Regions from separate parts of the Callithrix jacchus genome. Here region 2 is linked to region 1. A link is a contact called in public Hi-C data. All regions are on one chromosome and are shown on one strand. Each heading gives the region's core, a stretch centred on a gene start, on an enhancer-like site or on the middle of the called end of the contact. The rest is flanking DNA. Distances are from core to core; before and after follow the strand shown.

Region 1 (6,361 bases), core at 1,011-3,510:
TCAAATTGAAATCACTTATCGAATTATAAACGCATTAAAGCTGTATGGATGGTATTAGGAGTTCCTCGGGAGGCAGCGGGTGTCTCCTTGCAGCAAGCCAGGCGGGCGAGTTTCGCCCCGAGGAAAAGCGCCCCCAGTCGAGCCTGCGGGCAGGACCGGGGAGGCGGCGGGGCAACCAGGGCGCGGCGTTCCGGCCAGGGGAGCGGGCGGGCGGCAGCGTCCGGGCGGAGGCTGCGGCTGGTTCGGCTCGTTGGGGAGGGGAGAAGGGGAGGGAAAGGAGCTGTGGTGGGAGGCTCCGAGCCCGGGGCAGAGGCGCCTACCCGCAAACTTCGTAGTGAAGTCCAGGGATTCCGAAAACGAAAAACTCAAGCCCAGCCCTCCCCCTCCCGCTCGCGTCTCCCACGCGGCGTGCAGACTTCGCGCTAGACTTTGCGATCGGGGTTAGTTGCTGTGTGTAGTGTCCCCGAAGTCTGCAGGCGGAGCGGGAGGGGAGAGGCTCCTGTCCTGGGGTTGGGCCCGACTCCATGCCCCGAGGGGAAATCCCGCGGGCCGCTGCGCGGAGCTGTAGCCAGAACAGGCTACCCCTGGGCCCCGCGATATGCCGGGTCCCGGCCTAGGCCCAGGGTGTGAGCGGACAGGTCTTTGCCCCCAGACCACAGCTCTGGCCGCGGGCGCTGCGCTGGCGACTGCCTTAGCCTCCTGCCTTCTCTTCAATCCCATCTCAGAGTCTAGTCTAAAGGACTGTTGACTTTGTCTCTGGAGATGGGGCGACCAGGGGTCTGCGAAGGAGGTTGTGGAGAGGCATCTCCTGGGTGGGGCTCCGGGCCCTCTCTCCTTGGAACCTCTTGGAGTGCTTTGTTATAGCCCAGAGACTTCCTAAAGAACTCTGCCACATCCGGGCCCCGGACTCCAGAGTCCCTTGGTGGCCATGGGAGCGCGACCCTGAGAGCCTGGGGACTAGGGAGCACAGGGAAAGCGCGCACGGCCCACTGGGAGGGCGTTGGGCGGAGAGTGCCGGAGTCTGGAGCCGCGGCTGGGAAGCCGCGGACAGCACCTAAGGACGCCTTAGGCAGGAGCTCCTCAGGGTCACTTTAAACGCTCTGCAACCCTTCCCCAGCCTTTCGGATCCCCGCAGGCCCTCGGCCCATGCAAAGGTAGTAAAAACATCACTTCACGCCGCAAAACTCCCGCGTAGGCGCTTGGATGCCGACGGAGAATGGTGTGGAACAGGGCAGTGGGGCGCCCTGCTTGGCTGGGCACTTTTCCTTGTCTCACACTCTTCTCACATGCCATGCCTTGCCCATTGGCTGTTAGCGGCGCGTATCACTTAGGGTGGCCAAGGTGCGGAGCCTACAGGAGGCTGGGAATCCCAGGGTTTGGGGAAGAAGTAGTGAGCGATATTCGAGGGGTCAGGGACCTGAGGGAGACAGCTGATGGCTGGGAGGGGAGGGCTCCCTTTTCCTCCCACTCTGCCCGCTAGGGCGTCTGAAACATTCTCTCCCTAGGCGAAGCTGAAAGGAAAAACAAACAGCGTATTGAGCAATCAGTTCGCCAACGTTGGAGCTTTAAAGAGCCTTTGCTCTGAAAATACTACCCTGGGGGTCTCCGTGGGGAGATGGGGGAAGCATTTTTGGGGCCTCGGTTCTGACTTGCCCGGCGCCCCACTGGTCGCCCCTCGGCTCGCTGCCTTCTGACATCCCTGCGCGCTCAGCCCACTGCGGGGAAACCCGGGCGGTGAAGCCCTAGAGAAAAGGGATTTAGTTTTAAGCCAGTCTCCCATCGATCGGGTCGGTAATTTCTAGCCCTGCCCACTCGCAGACACACTCACCTCTACCCTAAAGCATTAAGTTCATTACGCGAGCAATGATCTTAATCTCCAGGCGGAAAACGAGTCCCGGGACCTCGCCGATTGGGGAAGCAGTGAATAAAGTCACCTGCTTCGCTCACCCGCTTGGCCCGCTCCTCCCGTGGGGGCCGTGTGTGGCAGGGAGCGTCGAGCGGGGGTCCCTAGCTCCAAGCCGAGGCGGTCCAGGAAGGGGTTAGAAACCCTGTATCTGTTTCGCGCGGGAAGACGACCTCCTGGAAGGGTGGGATAGCTTTTGCTCGCTTTCCTTTTCCCCTCCCTCTGCCTTTCTTCCTAGGCCTCCCTCGCACCTCTGTACTTTCTTCCTCCTCTCCTCCCCGCAAGTGGCAAGTTCCTCTTCTCCACCTAGCGTCCAGAGGTTCTGCCCCTTCGCAGTCCCCCGCAGCCTCAGGGCCCGCACAGAAGTCTGGTAGCCCGACGCTTTTCCGCCCACCTACCTCAACCACCTTTCTAGGCATGGGTGGGTGGGGAACAATCAGTGAGGCCCTTTTGAAGCCACTTGCTGAGGGCACCCCGAGGCTTTAAAGAACCAGATTTCTGGATTTAGGGGCGATCTCTGCGCGCATTGAAAACTCCATCCCAAAGAAACCCAGCACAGCAGCAAACACCCTCAGCAGTTGCCTGCTTCTCGGCCCCCGCCTTGGCACAGAGCAGCGTCTGGCACGGCGAGGAGATGGAGGCAAGCCACGCGCACCCGTCCTTTTACTGGCGGACCCGCGAGGCGCCAGCTTGTTCTGGAGACTCAGTTTCCACTGGACAAAAGCAGGGGAAACACAACGCAAGAACTGTGCAAATCCAGGTTCCCGACACCCCTCCACCCCACCCCAATCTGATTTTTGAGACGGGCATTTTCAGGTAGTCCTAAACTGAACGGCGAGCTTTGTGTGTTATCTAATGGGGGTGGGGATGAAAGGGGAGGAGACTCCCACTGCCCGTTCCAGTCTTTAATGTATGAAATAACGAAATGCCTGTGTAGCAGCTGCTGCTTGAGCCAAAACTAACTCTTTGGAAGACGGTAAAGAGTGAAAGGCAAAGAAAGACTGTTCATTTTTTTTCTTTTGGTGCCGTTTGGGATGTCATCTGTTTCCTTGGCGACTGTGTTCAGCCCCCGGAGCCCCTGGGCTCCTGGATTGTTAGGGGGGAAAAGCATGCTATTTCTGCACCGTCATTTATCACTGTCACCGCATAATGATTCCCCTTGCAGCCCCTTATTGATGTTTGTAATTGCATTATCTCATAAAGGAGGATGATCAATGAAACCGAGCCGTGCATTCTGGGGTCAGAGGAAGCCAAAGTACTGTTTGTCCCCTTTAATACAACAAGTACTCATTATCTTTAGGTCTGCATTCAAAAAATGATCTGATCTAGGGCTGACCCTGTCGGACATCCCAACACTTTCTAAAACGCGGTTTGTATAACCTTTTGCTTAAATGCTAAATCAAGTACCTGTCTTGCATTTCAACGATACAAGATGCTAAAACTGAATGAAATAAGAAAGCATTTCTTTTTCCTTTTCTTTTTTTCTGGGAGGGGTGCGATCGTCTGAAGGCGCATGAGATTTTACACTGTAACTGCTTGGTGATATAATATAGAAAAGGCAATCCCCATCCACATGAATCCTAATAAATGAAAAAAAAATGGGGGTGAGGGGAAAAAGGTAGGTAGCTGGGAGCTTTTAACAAGGTCGGTACTAAAAGAGCAGAATAAAACCACATCCAGTTTAATTAATAATAGCTATAAACTGAAATAATTCCCCGTGATTCTGCCCTTGCTTCTCCCTTGTAGAGTCATAGCTCTTCAGTTTAGATAAATGACTTTTGTGGCTGTTCGATTCTCACAACAACAATAACTAAATCAGTTGCACACTCTTATCTAAAACCATCTACAAACTCCAGCAAATAAAAAGAAGTTCATTTGTCTATTAAGGCAAGTATTTAGTTGAGCAGAAGTGTCCCAGTAACACTGAATGGAGTTCATGTAATCCCATGAAAATCAAGTCATCTTGTTGCATTGAAGTAAATGAAAAAATACAAAGGAGGAAAGGTCCAAGTGTAATTTTAAACTAAATGCATTATTGGACTGTCACAGTGAAAACGTGATTGTTTGGCTGGGATGGGGGCAGTGAGTGGACATTAACTTAGCTCAGATTTAACTTAAAGGTTTTAGAAAGGAAACATGTATTCCAGATTTGGTGATCGTTTTAATTTGTGGAAAGAGGAGAAATGGAAACAATTCTAACTCATCATTTTAGTATACTAGGGGGAATCATTCCTTCAAATGCAGAATTAAGCAAAAAGCTTGTTTTAAACATTGCAAGTCTGTATCAGCAGAAAAAAAGTTTCCAGTCTTCTGAAAATGTGTCCTCTCTATGTTAATAAGAAGATGATGATAATGATGATGATGATGATGATGAGAGAGAGAGAGAGAGAGAGAAAGGGGGGGTGGAAAGAGAGAGAGAAAGAAAGAAAGTCCAGGTGTTTTACTTTTAAAGTTCTAGATATTTCTAAATTAACCATATAAATTAATGTTTTACATAAAAATATCTAAATGAAAAGCTTTCATTATAGTTGAGAAAATGAGTACGTAAATAGTGTGCTCTGATAATTTGATATTTTGACATAAAACCTTAAATTGAATTATAATAAAACAAAGGGCTAAAATATTCCCCCTAGGAAAAATAACTTTAATAGTAAAGCTAAAAAAGTTTTAACTGTGTTGAACCATTACTTTTTTCTCTGAAAGGTAGATTATCCTAAAATGTATTATTTTCCAGAAATTCTGTCAAGGCACTTTGAAATAATATATGTTTTGTATCATTTAAATATTCTGACACTTTCATTCTTTGAAAATGCTCAAACTGTAATGAATACGCAGCCATGCATATATTTAATATAAATGGTATCTTGTCGTTAACATAAAATATTAAAGAGAAAATAAAACTTTGGGCTTTGTCAGTTAAGATAGAATTTTTTAGCATAATACACTGATTTTCAAAACATACAGTTGAAACTCCTTGATTTAACCAATCAACACAAGTCTTTTTCTTAGTTGGTTGCAGAACTGGCACCATACATGCTTTCTATTTTTAATATTTAGTGTTGTAGCCCACGGTTAAAATAATGAAAAATTAGTCTCGTTTCAAAATTATTTATTTATGGAACGAACATGATTAAAACATAAACACACACACAAACTGCAGCTGCAACAGAAAAAAACTTGATTTATGGTTATTAAATCTTTGATCGCCATGTTAATGTTTCTTTTTCTACCTTTCATTTGCATTTTAATCTATCGAATCTTTACAATTTTGCTGCCTCTTATTTCAATGATTGATTACAGATCTGAAATAAGAAAAACCAAGCCCAGCTTTTCTTTTCCTTTCTTCGCTTTCTTTTTTCTTTCTCTTTTTCTCCCCCCCCCCGCTTCCCCCCCGCCCCAACCCGCTCTCCCTCCCCCCCCCCGGGTAGATTTCTGAAACTTTCTCTCAATGCTAATGTAGACAGGACAAATTAATTCTGCTCTTTTAAATGTCAAAGATATAAATAAAAAATGTTTTCTGTCCCAAACGTGAATATTTTCCCAGCTGCTTGTTTTCGAGTCGTAAAAGATCATCCCAGCAAAATGCAATTAACAGCGAAACACACACGCACATACACACACACACTTGGCGGTGTGTGGAATTTTTTTAAAGGACGTGTTGTTCTGAGTTAAAGAAAGGTGAGAAGTTCACCGTCCCTTCACCACCAGTAGCCCCGCTTCTCTCCTCTCCCTCTCTCTCTCTCTCTCTCTCTCTCTCTCTCTCTCTCTCTCTGTCTCTCTCTCTCTCTCTCTCTCTCCTCAGGTTTGGTCTCTAGTTCTATCTGTGATCTAAGTCACACAAACAAACAAAAACAAGCCTGGCGGAGGCTTACTGGATGTTGAGTTGATTTCTTGAGATAAGCGGTGTAAAGACAAAAGGGGGAGCGACGCAGGTCTGTTTGCTTTCTTTCCCCGCCGCCCCACTGTCCCTTTTCCCTTCTTCTCCCGCTCCTCCCCAGACGCCCGCCCCAGGTGGCTCCGCTGTCCGCTTTGCCGGGACCGGTCACTTTCGAAAGCCGGTGTGGCGCTGCTTTTGGAAGGCGCCGGCCGGACGTCGGCTGAGCTCCTTCTCCCCAGGGGCTGAGGACCCCTGGGGCTCTGCGAGGCTCTGGCCCCTGAACAGATTGCGCCTCCCGCCTGGCCGCCAGTCGGGACTGGGGTGGGAGCCGTGTTACAGTTGCGCGCTGGAGGCGAGCCCCAGGTGTGAGCGCAGAGGCTCTCTCGCCAGCCCGTGGGTCTGGGAACCTTTCAGGACGCCACCCTCCACCACTACCCCTTCGGCTGCTCCCTAGGCCTAACCCCCTCGTGAGGTTATAATGACCGCGGACTCAGGGGAGCCCGCACTTGAGCGAGGACCGACTTCTCAAGCGGGTCCACGCTGCTCATGCTCGTGTCCACGGGTGGCGCGCTGTGACCGGG
Region 2 (6,361 bases), core at 1,561-4,060, 150 kb before region 1:
AGCCGTCGGAAGGCGCTCAGGTAACCGCCGAAGTCGGCTGCGGTTCGGGGAAAAGGTCGCAGGCTGCCGGCCCAGCTTAGTCCACTCCCTAATCGGAAAAGGAGTGTGTTTGTTGCCTTGGCCCAACCAGAGCAGTCTCCAAAAAATTAACAGAAATCGCCTTCCAGAGACGGGGAGGTTCCGTCTTGGCCTGATATTCTGCTTCCAAGATCCGGTTGTGGGGCCGGAGGGGGGAGTGCAGGCATGGGCATAAAGGCGCTGGTAATGCACCTGGCTGCCCACCCCTCTCCGTCCCCAGCTTTTACTCGCGGGCCTGCCTTAACCTCCCAAGTGATGTTTCAGGGCGTTTGTGCAAGAAAACACTACACGTGTACGTGATGGAAAAAACTAAAAGATCCTGAAACCTGAGTGTCAGAAAAAAGAGAGGGAGAAACAGAGAGAAAGAAAAAAGAGAGAGGAAGGAAATGATAAGGGATCCTGGAGATGGTTTAAAAAAATAAATAAACACGGAGCTCCTTCGAGGCAAAGCGCTTCTGAAGGTTTTGGGAGAACGGGTATCAGTCCTTCAGGCACACCGGGTGCCAGTACGGAGTTGGGGGCGGGGAAGGGTGCAATGTAGGAGGCTGGGAAGGCTCATCTGCTGGCTTTGTGGAAACACTCCACGGTTGGGGGCTATCAACCCGCGTTGACTCTTGCAGAGTGCTAAAGGAAGCGATAGTTGTCGCCTAGGGAGACTACAGACGCTCGGTGGAACCTCATTCCAGACCTCTGTTCTGATGATGCTCGCCCTGTGTCCTCTGCTACTCGGAAGCCCACTCTATAGAAACTCCAGTCCTACCTCGCGGACGTACGCAAATTCTTTTTTACTTTGCGCTTAAGAGTTGGCTTCAATACATTTTGGAGCTTCTAACCTTTCCCAAACAATCTCCTGATGAAAGGATCCCCCCAGTCTTTCTCAAAACTCTTCTCCCCTGCCTACACTCACTCGAGGGTGAGGGTTCAGTCCGCAACTGGCGAGTGGGACGGGGGTGGGGGCCGTGGGGGCACGGGCGGGCTGCTTCGAGGGAGTCAGCCTTTTGGCCACCTTCAGGGCGGGAATAGGGACTGGCAGTTTGCACTCCCCGCAGATCGAAGCTCCCTGCTGATCGATTATTTGATAATTGATTTTCCCCGCAGCCAATGCGCGGCTGCCTGGGCGGGGGCGCCTCCTGATTGGCCGAGCGCTCCTCCGCGGCTGCCTACCGAGATTTGGGTGAGCTCATTTTCCAGTCGACCGCAGGGGGAGTTTTCTGCGAGGCTTCAAGCGGGAGGGAGGGGGAAAAATCCTCTCCGAGACTAGCAAGCTACGAGCCCTGCTTGGGGATGTGAGGTTTCCAGCCGCTGTTAGGAGCTGCTGCGGCTGAGCCATCTCGGCAGATCTGAGTCCAGTGGACCGAAATATAAATACGAAAATAACGCCACTAGATATAATCACAAGGGACAAGCTTAGAGTGGGAGAATAAAGGGGAAAAATTAAAGCCCAGTGAATAGGTGTTAAAGTTAAAAAAAATAAATAAATAAATATACAGTGGCTGATTGGAGCCTTCGAGTTATAGATACCGGCAGCTTTTGTCTGAAATGTCAGCTTCCGAGGAGGATTTCTCTTTCTCTGGCACTGGGAGGTTTCGCCGAGTCAGGTTAGGGACGGGGAGGCCGAGTGCGGGAAAGGATGTCTAGGGTGGTGAGAGCAGGGCGTCGCTGGAGAAATAGCTTGGAGAGGGGGGCGCGGGGCTTCTCCAGGCCCGAGAGAGACAGAGGCTGGAGCCTCTCGGCGCTTCTAAGACAAAGGCAGCAGTGGCTGCAGCCCGAGACTAGCACTCCAGCAGCGTCGCGCCGCGCCCTGGGCGCACCGCCGCCTCTTCTCCAGCGGGTCGGAGAAAGCGCCTCCCTCCCCGCTGCTCCCCGGCCGGGGCTCCGCCCGCGAGGACTGGGGTGCTGAGAGCCCGCGCCGGGTTTCGCTTTCCGGATATCATAAATAGCTTGGTGTTTGTAAATAGGCACGGGGGGCACAATCCCGGCGCTCAGCTCATTGTTCCCTCCTTCCTCTCTACTTCGCGCAGGACGCCTGGGTTGGGGTTGGGAGCAGCCGGGGTTAGAAGGTGGGGGAGTCTAGACCCGAAGTGACAAAATGAGAGTATTTCCTTTTCCCCCGGCCCAGCGTCCTCCTCGAACAGCAAAGAAACCTCTAAGCTGGGTCTGCAGAAAGACGGAGCCACCTCCACCCCACGTTCTCAGGACTCCTGAGCAGAGGCTTTCCCAGCCCGGCTTCTCCTCCTCCTCCGTCTCCTCCTCCTCCACGCTCTCGGTTTGACTTTTCTCCTGGCCGTGTTTAGTTCTGAGAATTCAGTACTTTGCGCATCACCCCCTACCCCGAAAAACACTGGCAGACCCCAATAATTTCTAGGAAAGTCATGAGGTCTAGGCGCGGAGCCCTGTGCAAAATAACTCCCGCTTCTGCCTGCCGGGCGTTGATTCCCAATTTATTTCAAGAAAGCGGGCTTTGGGGAGAAAGTCTGCAGGGGGAGGGAGAGAAAAGAATACTGAAAATAAAGCCGGCGGCCGTGGGCTACTGCCTGCGTTTGTGTGCGTGTGCCCTGGGTGTATGGTGTTTGTGTCCGGGCTTGCGATTTAATCGAGCGCCTCTCTGCCTTTCGAGTGGGGCCGGAGCTCGCTTCGCGCACCCACCCCTGCCGAGGAGCCTACTTGCTGCAGCCCAATGCATTGTGTAAGACGCGACCTGTTATGGCCACCACTACTTCCGGGTTCTAGCATTCTGGTCGGAATCCACCTCTCCGCCTGTGCAACACACACTTTACACACGCACGGGGACTGCAAGCGGGCAGCATCGATCGTGGCTCCTTTAAGACAAACTCAGACAGACATTTTTTTTAACCCTCCTTCTCTAATCTCCCTCCAGTGCAGCACTTGCAAAGAGGGAGAGAGAGGGAGAGAGAGGGAGAGAAAGAAAGAGAGAGAGAAGAGAGAAACTGATTAGAAATTAGAACTGATTCAAGAGAAGCGAGCGCTAGGGCTTTGTGCATTTGAATATTAACATTTGAGGTGTTCTGACCAGAAGAAGACAGAGCGGATGATCATTCATTCACCACGTTGACAACCTCGCCTGTGATTGACAGCTGGAGTGGCAGAAAGCCATGAGATTTGGTAGTTGGTTCTGAGGGGCGCTCTCTTTTTTTTTTTTTTTTTTTTTTTTTAAACTGATTTTTGGGGGAGAGAAGATCTGCTTTTTTTTTTTTTGCCCCCGCTGCTGTCTTGGAAACGGAGCGCTTTTATGTTCAGTGACTCGGGCGCTTTGCTTCAGGTCCCGTAGACCGAAGATCTGGGACCAGTAGCTCACGTTGCAGGAGACGTTAAGGGATTTTTCGTCGTCTTTTTTTTTTTTTCCGGGGGAGTTTGCATATTTGTTTCTTTTCACACTGGCCTTAAAGAGGATATATTAGAAGTTGAAGTAGGAAGGGAGCCAGAGAGGCCGATGGCGCAAAGGGTACGTATTAAAAAACAATTGTGGAACTCAAATGTGAGATTAAATTGAAACGTGGCCGAAAGACACTACTAAAAAGTTTCCTTTTTTCTCTCTCTTTTTAAAACTGAGGCTCCTAAAGCCGTGGCCTAAAGCGAGAGGATTTATTCAATGTATTTGTAGACTTGTGTATGTTACTTGGAGTTGTTAATTAAAGGAATCAATTTATCTGTAGATTCCTAACCAGCAGCTATATAAATAAAAATGCAAGCTCAATCATCTGCTTTAAAAAAAGCTAGATACCTAATGCTATAATTTGAATATTCATAGATCAGAAGTTTGAAAGTTATGTTTAAACTAAAATATGCAGCTGGAAACTTCTGATAGATATGTTATTGATTATGCTCATCTTTAATATCACTAGAAGTATTTAGCTTTTTAAAGCAAATAACTTTGTCATAGTATAGCCAATTTTTGGATCAGAAAACATTCATCTTTTTATAATAATTTCAATTTGTGTAGATTTGTATTCAAGGCAATATTTTGCAAGTTTTTCTTAGATAAGCCATGTACTAATTGGATACTAAGCACACAGTTACTCACTTTAAAAATGCAATACTAATTTCCCCACATTTCTTTTTCAATGGAAATGCAGTGAGAGTAAAGTGAGACAATGACAACCCAACTGAGGTAGTTTCTTAAAAGAAAGGGGGTCTACAAAAAGCCTTCCTGCATAATTTGTGTCCTGGCCCTCAAAGCCCTGTTTGCCAAAGAAAGTTACTAGGCTGACATATTTTTCTTTACTCCTTTGGTTCAGGCAAATGTCAGCGTTCTTCCAAACTCTTCACACCTCTGGCTTTAAGGAGATGAAAGTGGCAATTCCTCCTTTCTTTGAAAATCATTTCACTCTCAGCACCTCCAAATCTTGAGAAAATAACTTGCTTGGAATGAACCAATTAGAAAAACCTAAATAGCTAAATTTCACACACACAAAATAATGACAATCAATATGAAAGTAGTTTTGGGTGTTTTTTTTTTTTTTTTTTCTGCAAGAGGAAGATGGGAGGTTTTCTGTGCATTTGCTTTTGAATTTGCTTTAAACCTGGTGAGTAACATTTGCCTCCTTATCTTCTAGTCTGGAAAGAAAGTTCATAAGAGTAAATAAGAAAATAGAATATTAGCTGCTTCAATTGCAGATTTTCTTTAACTTTGGGTGGGGGATTGCTCAATTCTAAATTCAGCTCTGATATTCAGGAAAAGCTACCCTTCTTTGAGTTTCATTTATAAGGGGTCAGTTTAATATAATTTAGCAAAGTTTGTCTTGGAAAGCAAAATAAATGCAGTGTCTTGCAGGACTGCCTAACCTCATGCTGGCAGGGAAATAAAATGAGAAGCCTGTCTAAATTCACGTGCTTGGCGTAGCTGTTCCCATCGTAACTTTTTTTTTTATTATTCCCCCTGATGTGAAGGGGCTGTGAAAGTAGGCAGATTTGCTGCACTGTCCTGGCATCTTTTATTGTGATTTTGAATTTCTTCCTCCAGAGACATGCCCGTTTCACCTTCCCCCCTCGGGAAAATGCTTCTCTTTCTCTCCTTCTTGCTTCCTTCCTTACGAAAGGAGCCTGAATTTCTGAATTAGTTGATAGGGACACAAGTAAGAGCAAGATCATTCATCCCAGGCGAGTCTCACTGAGAATTCTGTCATTTTTACTTAAAAAAATCTCTTTTGTAAAATAAGAAAACTCAGCTTTAGAGATGCGAGGCCACCGAATTCCGGGTGGAAGGATCCAACTGGACTGACTTTATATAAGCTCGGTGCCTTGCGGTTCTCCCATTTGCCCGCCTGGCCTTCTGAACCTTCTTTCTCTCCTGTTTGTCATGCAGTACGACGATCTACCCCATTACGGGGGCATGGATGGAGTAGGCATCCCCTCCACGATGTATGGGGACCCGCATGCAGCCAGGTCCATGCAGCCGGTCCACCACCTGAACCACGGGCCTCCTCTGCACTCGCATCAGTACCCGCACACAGCTCACACCAACGCCATGGCCCCCAGCATGGGCTCCTCTGTCAATGACGCTTTAAAGAGAGATAAAGATGCCATTTATGGGTAGGTACAATGGGCAGCAGGTTAAGTAGTTGAGACTCAATGCTTCCCTCTTTCCCTGTGCCCTTGGTAAGAGGAAAGTCAGAGTTCTCTGGATTGGAGGTACATCTTTGGTGACTTTTTCTTCACATTGTATGGAGAATTTGGGGAGGTGGCCTGCCATCCCCGAAGCCCTCCATCTCCATACACACTCTGTGCACACCCAGTGCTCTGCTCCACCACGGCACTGCCCGCAAGGGGGTCCCAGATCAGGAGAAGTTGGCTAAAGGTCCCTTGTCCCCCTCTTATACTCCCTCAGCGGCTAGAGTCCTCCCTGGCTTGATTTTTTCGCCCAAGAGCATTAGGGGTTTCTAAATGTAGGCGCTTTTGTGTTGGAACGAAACTTTTAGTTTAAGGGAAAATCTCTTTTAAGCCACTGATTGTTCTGACTTGCTAAGTTTACTCAGCAGCCTTATGCTGGCTTTGCCACTGCACAATAAAACCAATGCAGGACAGTTGCAGGTCAAGCAAGGGGGAACATGTTTTGCATTTAGGGAGTTTGACCACTGAAGTCAGAGCGCTTGCTCTGAACTGTTACACACATTCAGAAACTTCTAGATGTTTTAGCATTTTGTGCTCAAAGGTGAAACCTGCAGGATTTGGAAATAAGAAAATTCCAGGCGTTCTTCCTCGGAGGTTTTCTGGCTGCGGTTTACACTGCTTGATCTCCTCCGCCATGCAATTAGACCCTGTGCGA

Evidence for each region. Hi-C and Micro-C count contacts between places; a contact is called where the count stands out from the background.
Region 2: a Hi-C map of induced pluripotent stem cells shows a contact between it and region 1, with 7 times the contacts expected there. The contact joins the promoter of MEIS1 here to the enhancer-like site in region 1. A contact is called at or near these places in 3 of 3 Hi-C or Micro-C datasets (induced pluripotent stem cells and skeletal muscle).

Annotation. Positions count from the first base shown.
Region 1 is chr14:47,317,975-47,324,335 of calJac240_pri, reverse strand. No RefSeq gene overlaps it. Among named protein-coding and RNA genes, the nearest start is that of MEIS1, 150 kb to the left of the region's middle. Within about 2 kb of position 2,260, at least 4 of the 16 cell types and tissues checked have an H3K27ac peak or open chromatin away from gene starts, as enhancers often do.
Region 2 is chr14:47,465,453-47,471,813 of calJac240_pri, reverse strand. It overlaps MEIS1 (Meis homeobox 1), which reads left to right and starts at 2,810. Exons shown (of 13, transcript XM_003734725.6): 1 at 2,810-3,541; 2 at 5,402-5,628. The coding sequence starts at 3,530.